2 separate regions of the Anas platyrhynchos genome follow, and region 2 is linked to region 1. The links are chromatin contacts, called in public Hi-C maps. All regions are on one chromosome and are shown on one strand. Each heading gives the region's core, a stretch centred on a gene start, on an enhancer-like site or on the middle of the called end of the contact. The rest is flanking DNA. Distances are from core to core; before and after follow the strand shown. Region 1 has its middle 30 kb from the start of MAP3K8. Region 2 overlaps LOC140001624 (a long non-coding RNA gene).

Region 1 (4,922 bases), core at 1,351-3,850:
TGTGTTCAGAAAATCTGGTGTTTGTCTGCTCTTCCTCTGTCAAAATGAGGGTTATCAGATATTTTCAGATCCTCAGACAGGAATTCCTACTGAAGAGACAAACACTATTACTCAGAAACATTTTCTGCCTGGCAAAACTGGAACAGACTTGTGGATGCTGACACCAAGTGGGTATTTCAGAGGGAGGAGAAAGTATGTGGCTTGTTCACAGGGATAAGTAAGCGTCAAATTTTGCTTTTCCTTTAGCTAAGCACAAACCAAATTATCTCATAATTTGTTTCCAAAACCTCCTGACTCTGTCTGAACCTAAAATACCCTGAGAACTGCCTTTCTTGCTGCCTCTCACTTCTGCTTTCAGTTGTAACTGGAAATCAGAAGCTCAAGAACACATGAAAACGAAAATAGTGGTGACAGGAGAAAGAGAATTACATTTATTTTTCTGAATACCAATTAAAAAAAAAATAAAAAGAAAAAAAGAAAAAGAAAAAAGAAAAGGTTAAAACTTCCCAGACTGGTCTGAGCTTTCGGTGGAGCCTGAAGAAAGCAGCTGGTGCAACTGCAGGTATCATCAGCAGGGCGAGGGCCGGGTCATCTGCCTCCAGGCTGCCTGGAGGCTGCCCATCCAGATGCAGAGATCAAATATTAAATTGCTGACATAGACTCCGAATGGCCAACACTCAGCTTTGCAGCTTGTGGGACTCTCCTTTGTCCTTTTTTTTCCCAGTATGTTGTCAGGACACAGTTAATATCAGCAGTTTTAACACGTCCTTCAGGGTGCCAGCCAGCACCTTGCCTGGGCTGGGAGAGGGAGGCATTTGAGCCCAAGCCCCTGGTTTTGGCAGAAGACTTCTTTCTAGCTCAGGAGGAGATCCTCAGCCCTGTCAGAGCCTGTGAGCACTTCCACTGGTAGGAGAAGTGGGTGATGCAATCCCGACCTTTCCTCAGCAAAGCCTCTGCGGCCTTACCCGAAGCCGTGCTGCTATCAGGCTGGGGACAATGCCGATGCACTTCCCCGTGGTGCTGCACGGCGATGTCCTGCTCACTGAGCCTTGCAAGGGGTTGCAGGGGGCAGTGAACCATCTGAGGTGTCCATTTCCTTCAGCTCCATTTGAAACCAAAACACTGTCATCTAGACCACAGCCTCTTCTTTCTGTCTCACGGGGCACGATTTCATCCAGACGCTCACTGAATGACATGGGGCTGTGGGGTGTATGAGGACAACATGCTGTTTAGAGGGGGGTACAGGGAAATGAAGCCGTGAGGACCGTGAAGACTCACTTCTATGCTGCAGAGAGGCCACAGATCCTGCCTGTGCCTGCATGCACCCTGGACTCGAGGGAGGAGGTGACCTGCCCTTAGCGAGGTGTGACATCTCCTGAGTCACAGGGAGATCTGGGGCACAGGCACATGTGAAGTCCATGAAATACATCCCTGCAAGCCCATGGAGGTGATGCTGAAGATGATGACTCTGGGGACTGGAGGAGCAGAGGACAGGTTTCACCACCCCAGCAGGATCTGCTGTGCCTGCTGGGAGGCAGAGGGATATCAGAGCTTTTGGGGTGCCACCTCTGCTCCCCTACCACAGCACAGCAAGCAGCAGAGCAGAGGGCAAGCAGGAACATGTAGGAAACAAGCATCCTTGGCCTTGGAAACTTCACTAGGATGCCAAAGCAGCTTAGGTAACTAACCCAAGTGTGATTTCACAGTTGTGTGTGATGGGCCAGAAAAAAAAAAAAAAGAAAAAAAAGAAAAAAAAAAATTACTCAAACCCTTTCTAAAATTCATCTGGAACTGAAACTCTGTGCATGTTGCCTGACAACAATGAATCATAGAGGTCATTTACACAGAAAAACAAGTTAATCGTGTTTACAGCATATAATGAGGAGATACACCTCCCACAGCTTCCCTAGGCAGTACCTTAACACCCAGAATGGTGTCATCCTTGCAGAAATTTGTTACTGTATATAATACTAAATTTAATTTTTCTTGGTTTCTTCAATCTTGCAAGCAGGAGTGTCCCCCAGAGGTGGAGATGTGCTAGGGTGAGGACTCACGGGTGGGAAGGCAGCGTGCTGTGCCCCGAGTGAGCTTTTATTCCTGCACAACATGCCAAAGGATGCTCTGGGCACTGTGGTGTTGTTCTGGCCAGCTGGCCAAGCTCTGGTTACTTAGCCAAGATTATTTGCCCCACTGGCAAGCAGAGGTCCTCCAGCTGCCTCTATATCCCTGCCCCAGCATGCCAGAGCCATGCCTCAAAACAAATATTGATATACTGCAGCTTACTGCCTCTCATGGAGGGAACAGGAATGATGGCCAGAGCTGAAGAGGCCCAGCTATAGCCCCAAGCTACAGCCTCTTCCCCCTGGGGATATGCACAGGCAAGGGAAGTTAGCCTGCTATGCTGGCACTGTACAGGGCAGTGCTACAATATTATTTAAGGTCTTTCCTGCTTTCTCTGACTGACATTTTTGCAGATCAGCTGAGGTCCAGGTCAGCCCCATTCCTTTTGGGACAGCCTGAGTCCCTAAACCCTGTGCAAAGCCTCAGACTCCAGCTCCGTTTGAAAGCTTCTATCGCCATCTAGTGATGTTTTTGGTAGAGGAACATTTTCGGGAACTTCACGGCTGGCACCAGCCAGTTCCATCCACTAGAGCCCAGAACGGGACAGGGAACAAACGAACGAACGAATGAATAAAGACTGACTGAGAGCAGGGCTACTGCAACTGCTGTCGCCTTTAGTTTTGCGATGTGCCAGGTCCCTGCTAGCCTCTGGGAATGTCATCTTTCCAAAATGTGGCTGAGGCTGCGCAGATGGCCAGGATGGCACAGGGTGCTACTGGTGGGAGCAATGCCCCATAGATGCTGAGCCCACTCGGTAATTCTTTGCTCAGTGGGCAGCCACCAGCCACCGATTAACATCCAGGACAAACCTTTATAAAGTCATCAAATACAAGATGTGATGCAGAGGAGAAGCATAAACCACAGGGCAGTTAAAGGTTCTCTTTGTAAAAATGAACTCACTAAACTGATCCATAGAAAATGATGAGCTACCAGTCCTCCAGTGATACAGATTCATTCACTGCAGCCGAATTTTCTTAAATGGAAAACTTTAAGAGATGCCCTGAGATATTTGTGCAGCAGGAGCAGGAGGATCCACAGTCACAAGATCAAAAAATATATATATATGTAAAAAGGTTAAATAACACCATCACAGGTTTGTTGGCTCTGTCCTTCGATGCAGATGTGTGGCAGCCACAGGCTGCCTCTTCACGAGGTGTCACACGAGTGTGTCTCTGCTGCAAAGCTGGGACAAGGGACCCTTTGCCCTTCTCCAGGCACTTGTCCCCATCCACATGCAGACCACATCTCCCTCTCACTCCTACTTGGAAATGGATCTGACTAAAAAAGGATCTCACAATGAAACTGAACGAATCTGGGAGCAAGCAGGCAGGGATGGGGAGCTCCAATCCCAAACCTGCAGAGTGTGGTGGAAAGGCACCCTGACAAACGTAGCTTATCTTTTGCCTTCCTCTTGGTTTTAAAATCCAATTTCATTTTCCTGGAACTTTTTCTTCCTTTCTAGTATCTTCCTTCCTCTACGTCACCACAGGGCACCCGAGTGCAGCTGTGTGCTCTCGCTCGTGCTGCTGGCCGGGTGGTACCGAGAGGTCTCCAATGGGCACATCCCCGCAGCTGATTCACCGTGCTGTTGTGCAAACGCCATCAGCACTTTCTTCTCTCTGTGCCGCTGCTGATACACAGCTTTTCTACTTCTCCCTTTCGTTCTTGGTCTCACTTTCACCCAAACGGCTTTTGCCATTCACTACCAACACCCAAAACTTCACTGGGCGTGAGTCAGCCCCCGGTTCCCTTTCCATGCGGTGCTGGAGGAAGCAGATATTTGCCGTGGCATGCTGAGATCAGCTCTGCTCAAGTGTTGGGGCCATAATTACTGCACAGGGGTGATCAGTCTGAGAAGGTCTGCGCTGCCCTTTTGGCCTGCTTTTGCTCATTTTTCAGCTCCCCAGGTTTCGCCCAGCCTGCTTGCACGTGTGCTCTGAGCAGCCTTCTGCTGCCGCCTAAGGACTTGGTGACTTCACCCCAGCTGTTTCCCCAACACCCAGCTGCCTCACAATCTGTGAAAAATACAAATACAATCAATATAGAAACATAAGATACAGATAATATACAGATAATATTTTGCTTAACGGCTGAGGCTTGAATGGTTTTTGCTGGCGCTCCACCTCAGAACTGGAGCTGTTGTTCCTTTGTAATTGTATCAGATTTGAAAAGAACATTTATGGAACCACATTTTACAACCAAATGGGAAGTAATGATCATGATCCTTTTTTTTTTTTTTTTTTTGCCTTGGGAGAATTCACAAACTTTATGGTGAGGCTTTCTTGGACTTTCCAGTGAGGTCACTCGTGGTGGAAGGGAGGGAACAAAAACACAAAAGCTGGGATAAAAATAAATAAGCTGAGGGAAGTCACCAGTAACCCTTGAAAACAAGGAGAGATGCAAAGAGAAATTGAATTGAAAAAAAAAAAAAAAAAAAAAAAAGGTTTATTCACTGTTACCAGAGCTGGACTGGTTTACAACATTTATTGATGTTGTAATCTTGGTCAGAATTTTAAAACAAGAGCTCTTGGACCTCCTTTAGCTTGTGTCATCCTTTTTATGTAGTATTTTAGAAAATGAACTCACTGCCAGAAACTGTCCGATAGGTGCAGGGGATTTCCAGTGGATTTCAAACCAGTAGCACTGAATAGTTTTAAAACATTAGCTTCATACTCAAAAACCACAAGCCATTTACCAGTGAAATCTCTTTTTGAGGTCTTTCAAAACAAACACGTTGACTACCTCCGTTTAGCCTGAAGAGATCAAAAGTTTGGACACTGTCCATTCATTCTGAAATACAC
Region 2 (4,922 bases), core at 682-3,181, 140 kb before region 1:
CTTCCTTTATACTCTAAATGCTGTGCTGCAATAATAACGAGAAACTGGGACAAATGACAAGCCTTCCTGCCCACAAAATGTCATAACCCTGCCACTTCAAATGATGAGCTGGCTAGGTCACCGTGCTGTTTGCTCAGTGGGTTTCAGGTTGCCGGTTGTTGCTGTAGTGAAACTGAGGCTGAAGGCAGTACCTAGGGCAGCAGCGCCTAAATACTCTGCAGGCTAAATAGGGTAGCAAAGGGGTGAGAGAGGCTGAAGCTCACCAGTTAGGGCAACAAGTGTCCACCCAGTCCTTCCTAAAGTTTGGCTGTTAAAGCAATGATAAAGAAAGATACAGTTTACTCTTTAACTACAGTGCTGCAGAGCTCAGATGCAGTGTAGCTCCTCAAAGGGATCTAAAGTGATTCTAAAGTGATTTTGTTGTTGTTTGTTTGTTTTATTTTTTTTATTATTTTTTTTTGGTAAACATTTGCCTTGATCTTGCTTATCTGTGCAAGAAATGCTCTTATTTCTAGGGGTAAATTAAGGGAGTTGGCTTCCTATCAGCCCCTTTCCTTTCTGCATCATTTCCCCAAGGTGTGCCACTCCTGCATGAGCAGTGCAAGGGGATTCCCAGGGGCTGTTTTTCTTTGCACCTGACAAGATTCAAAGCAGAACAGGGAGAGAGCATGCAACTTTAACTGAATTTGGGCATGCACACCACCATTACCCTGCAAAGGTCAAACATGCTCTAGGGCTGTGAGAGTTCAGTGAGAGAGATAAAGAAGATGAGGTGTGTGTTGTGTAAGATAAGAGCAAGGGGTTTTATTTAATTAGCAAAGGGTCAGGGCTCTGTGGACAAGGGTGAATGACCTGGCAGCTCCCAAACTGGTGCTGGAGAGGAGGCGCAGAGCCCTTCAGCAGGTTTCTGGCTGCCTTAGCAAAAAAAGCTTCTGAGTGAGGGCTGAGCAGCATCCACTCACATCCACTGATTTGCAGGGTTGTTGTGAGTGCCGACAGATTTCCTCGGAGGGAGCGTGAGCTCTGTTGGCCAGCCTCTGTCCCTGCATGGTGGCAGACAGCAGGGCATCTGCCAGCCTGAAGCGTGTCAGGATTGCTGGCTGGCTGACATCCAGGGCTGGAAGCAACAGGCTGCTCCCTGCCAGCGTGGGCCAACATCAGCCTCGATACTGCTGCCCTCCTCTTTGCAGGGAGCGGGTGCTGGTGGGTGGGAGCAAGCACAGAAAGGTCTCTGCTCTTGTACCTGTAGCAAATGGGACAATTCTGCTGCTTCTAGAAAAAAAAAAAAAAAAGTCTTAAACTGTATGTATGCAGTGATGCAAGGACCAACACTAAGATGAAGGGGAGGAACACCACCAGCAAAAATAACAGCAAGTGGATAGAACTGAATGCCTGCCCTTTCCTACCCACAGAGGAAAAATAAATAAATAAATTGATTTCTAGGCTAAAAATGGGTGGAAGCTGGGATTATTGCCAGACTAAAAGTTTTAATACTTAAAGGAGGTAGGGAGGGGGAAGGTATAGTGAGTTCAGAGTGTCTGGATGATGGAAAGAAGAGGAGAGTAAAACTGCCACAGTGATTTCCACGTGCAGCCTCCCCAGTGCTGTCTTGTCTTGTTCCACAGGTCGATTTGTGACAGGTGAGGAGCACCAGGATGAATCCAGCGTTCATCCACAGCCTATGTGTGAGTATGACAGTAAGGGCTAACCTGTTCCTGAGCCTTTGACAAAAGACAGACCTGCACGTTCTAACCATGAGCAGCCTGCACTTTTGCCTGAAAAGGATAGGTGGGGGTTTCATTTGTTTTGTTTTTTAATATTAAAATGATAGCTTAGCTCTCTTGAAGTCTTATCAGCACAGATACAGAGCATGCCATTCGTTACTGCAGCACAGCCAAAGTAAACTACCCCAGCGCCGTATCAAGTTGTGCAAAGGGAGTGGGAAATGCTCTGATGTGGAGTGGAAAATGCTGTGACACGGTAGGTTTACCCAGTGCAAATGGGCTGCTTGCCAGTAAAGGAGGAACCGACAATCACACAGAGGCAGAACGTACCCTAAAGGTAGCAAACACAGAGCACAACCTGGAAACGTGTGACCTAGGGTTTATGAAGATCTGAGCAAGTGTGGATGGGGAAAGCAATTTTTTTTTACAAGTAAATGTGTGAAAGTTAATGACAATTTCTGTACCTGCTGCTGTAACAAGCCAGCCACAATGTCAGGTTTTAATGTAGGGAAGCAGCAGCCCCCTGGAGAATACCTGCAGCCTTTTATCACTTCACCAATACATTTATCCCTCTCAAGGCGATGCAGACATCAGAGCACACGCTTGGTTTTGCTCTGTAACAACATCAACATCACAGAGGAGCGTATCCATGCAAAATCTTTATTTGGAGAATGTCTCCTGTGGGACAGCAGCACCCCTCCAGTTTACAGGTAAGCACAGAAGCACGGTATTTGCATTGTACAGAAAAAAAATACAAAGAAAATTCTTAAAATGCATTCATCTGCTGACATAATATAAACACTATTGAAACTGCTTGCCCCCGTTTTCTTTTTATCCCTCCAGCTCTCTGCCCTTGGGCTACCTAGAGCAGAAAGCTGTGGAAATGAGCTGGTATTAGTTTTGGAGATAGGCCACAGCAGCTTGAAAGTCAGTATGGAGAGTTATCCGCAGTGTGTAAGGAAAAAGGCACAAGGGTACTCTGCCTGTTTTCCTTACAGGTTAGGAACAGCTTTTGGAATAGTTCTGATTATTTTCTCTGCCAGTCCAGCTCTGGAAGGAAGGCTGAGATTGCTGCTGCTCGCGGTGGAAAGTTCCTCCTTCGTTTTATAATCTGTATGTTATTGTGGTTTCTCCTGGCTGGGAAACTTCATTTTTATTTCTAATCTCAGCCATGTGTCAGTCAGTTCTAACTTAAGTTCCCTTCACCCTCTCCCTGCTGAGCAGCTCTGCAAGCCATATTGCAAACATATTTTCAGCATGGGTGGGAGGTAGCATTGTGGTTTGGGGCTTTGCTATTGATATCAGGATTTCCCTTTTTCTTTGTTTCAAACATTTTTTCCTTTAAAAATAGAGTTGATGGTAAACAGCTTTCGTTTAGCTCCCAGGGGGAGGCAGAGTGAACACTTTTTCATGCAAGTTTGAATGAAAACATGAAGTCACAATTTCCCAACTTTTCTAAGGGATTCAATGGCATAATCATCTCATGAAATCTCCAGCTTCATTCTTTACTGGGACTGTGCAGAAGAATACAAGTTTAAACTCCGTGGTCGACACCTGTAAGTAAATCTCATTCCAGTAAATTAGGACTGCAGCATCGTGACTTATTGCCCGGGGCATGAAATTAGGGGGGTGTTTGATCCTTAACCAAGAAAATATCAGCGTCCTGCAAAAGGACAGCTTTACAGGAAACATTCAAAAGGCCAACAATTAAAAAGCTCATTTATTTCATCTGATGGCTCCTGTCAAGTACAGATGTGCTTCTCAGATACACTTTCTTAATCAGATTGTGAGCTTGGACAAAATGCCTACCTTGCAATTGCAAGAACTGCTATTTAAAATGCAAGAACATCTCACTTGTACTTTTCTCCCAATTGCTTTTCTTTTGAAAAGGGGCAATGAAGAAAATATCAACGCTTTAACCAGCCCAGAAAGTCCACTATTGTAAAACTAACATTCAGCTGGCTGGCTGTGTGCTAAAGGCAACAGAGTATTGACCCAAGATATTAATACTGATTTATGATATTAAACAGAAATATTTCACTAAACTCAAATATTTATATAAATAAGCTCTATGGGACTGGCTATTTTCAAAGGGTGCCCACTTGACAGATTAATTGTATTACTTGACCACTTTAAGCACATATTGTCCTTTTTTTATTTTTTATTTTCCAGCAGTTGGCTGTTTCAGTGTATAGAAGCTCCCATCAGCCTTTCATTTTTACGTGTTCCATCAGGAGCGGAGACAACGGAACTCGATGGGTTTGATGCAGTTTGCAGTTGTTTGCAGTAAAGACTAATCTGTGGCACGAAACACAAGTCTTTCCTATGCCTAAGGAAAGCTTTTTTGAGTCAGTAGCTGACAAGTGGTGCTTGTTCAGGCCTACTGCTGGGCTACCAATGGTTGTGAGTCATGCGAAGGGATTTCCCTCCTTTGCCTCTCTCGTCCCACCCTATTTGTCAGTGATGACAGTGGGATTTCAGAGACAGGAGCATTTCTCATTGGACTCTTCTGTCTAGTTCAAAATGCCTCTAGCAAGGACTGGGGTGGGATCAGGGAACCGTGGCTCTTCCTGCAGACCAACTCCTAACTCGTGCTCAGGGGAACCACACGAGGGAGCACTCTCACCTTCCAAAAATGACATTCCCATCAGGGAGTTCCCGAATACCTTCTCGCTTCGCACCTCTCTGCTCCAAACCCGAAGGGACTGGCTTTTCTTGGTCAGCAGCTGCGAGCAATGCTGGAGACTGGTGTGACTCTTCTTTCGCAGGCAGAAGATGAGACCTCAGGCTGCAGGTTCACCATGTCCCTCCCTGGCACCAGCGCTGGTACCGTAGCACAGCCACCAGGTGCTGTTATCTCACTAACCCCATAAATTGGCTTTTTACCCTAGGAACAGGCTCCACATCCTCCTCCTCCTCTGCATCCACTCAGCCCTGAGCTCCTGCCCTGGCCATTGCCAGTGACAGCTGTTGCCACGACAGCTTTATTGAAACAGGCACTGAAAATCACCATTAACTATTTTTTAACTGCATCTGGTGCAGAAGGAGCTTTCTGATGACTATTTGCAACTGGCAAAGGGCTTCTGGAAAGGTGTTCATCTATGGTATCATCCCCCAAGCCCGTTCAGATAGCTGATATGGCACAGGTGCCATAGAAACACTAAATCATAGTCATTCCTATGTCACAGTAGGAATATC

What was found. Hi-C and Micro-C count contacts between places; a contact is called where the count stands out from the background.
Region 2: a contact with region 1 is called in a Hi-C map of subcutaneous adipose tissue, with 3 times the contacts expected there. The contact joins two enhancer-like sites. A contact is called at or near these places in 5 of 8 Hi-C or Micro-C datasets (liver, skeletal muscle, small yellow follicle and 1 more).

What each region holds. Positions count from the first base shown.
Region 1 is chr2:143,533,474-143,538,395 of IASCAAS_PekinDuck_T2T, reverse strand. No RefSeq gene overlaps it. Among named protein-coding and RNA genes, the nearest start is that of MAP3K8, 30 kb to the left of the region's middle. Within about 2 kb of position 2,600, at least 1 of the 8 cell types and tissues checked has an H3K27ac peak or open chromatin away from gene starts, as enhancers often do.
Region 2 is chr2:143,676,675-143,681,596 of IASCAAS_PekinDuck_T2T, reverse strand. It overlaps LOC140001624 (a long non-coding RNA gene), which reads left to right. Exons shown (of 5, transcript XR_011807067.1): 2 at 1,626-1,685; 3 at 2,303-2,434; 4 at 3,185-3,280; 5 at 3,897-4,922. Among named protein-coding and RNA genes, the nearest start is that of JCAD, 54 kb to the right of the region's middle. Within about 2 kb of position 1,931, at least 4 of the 8 cell types and tissues checked have an H3K27ac peak or open chromatin away from gene starts, as enhancers often do.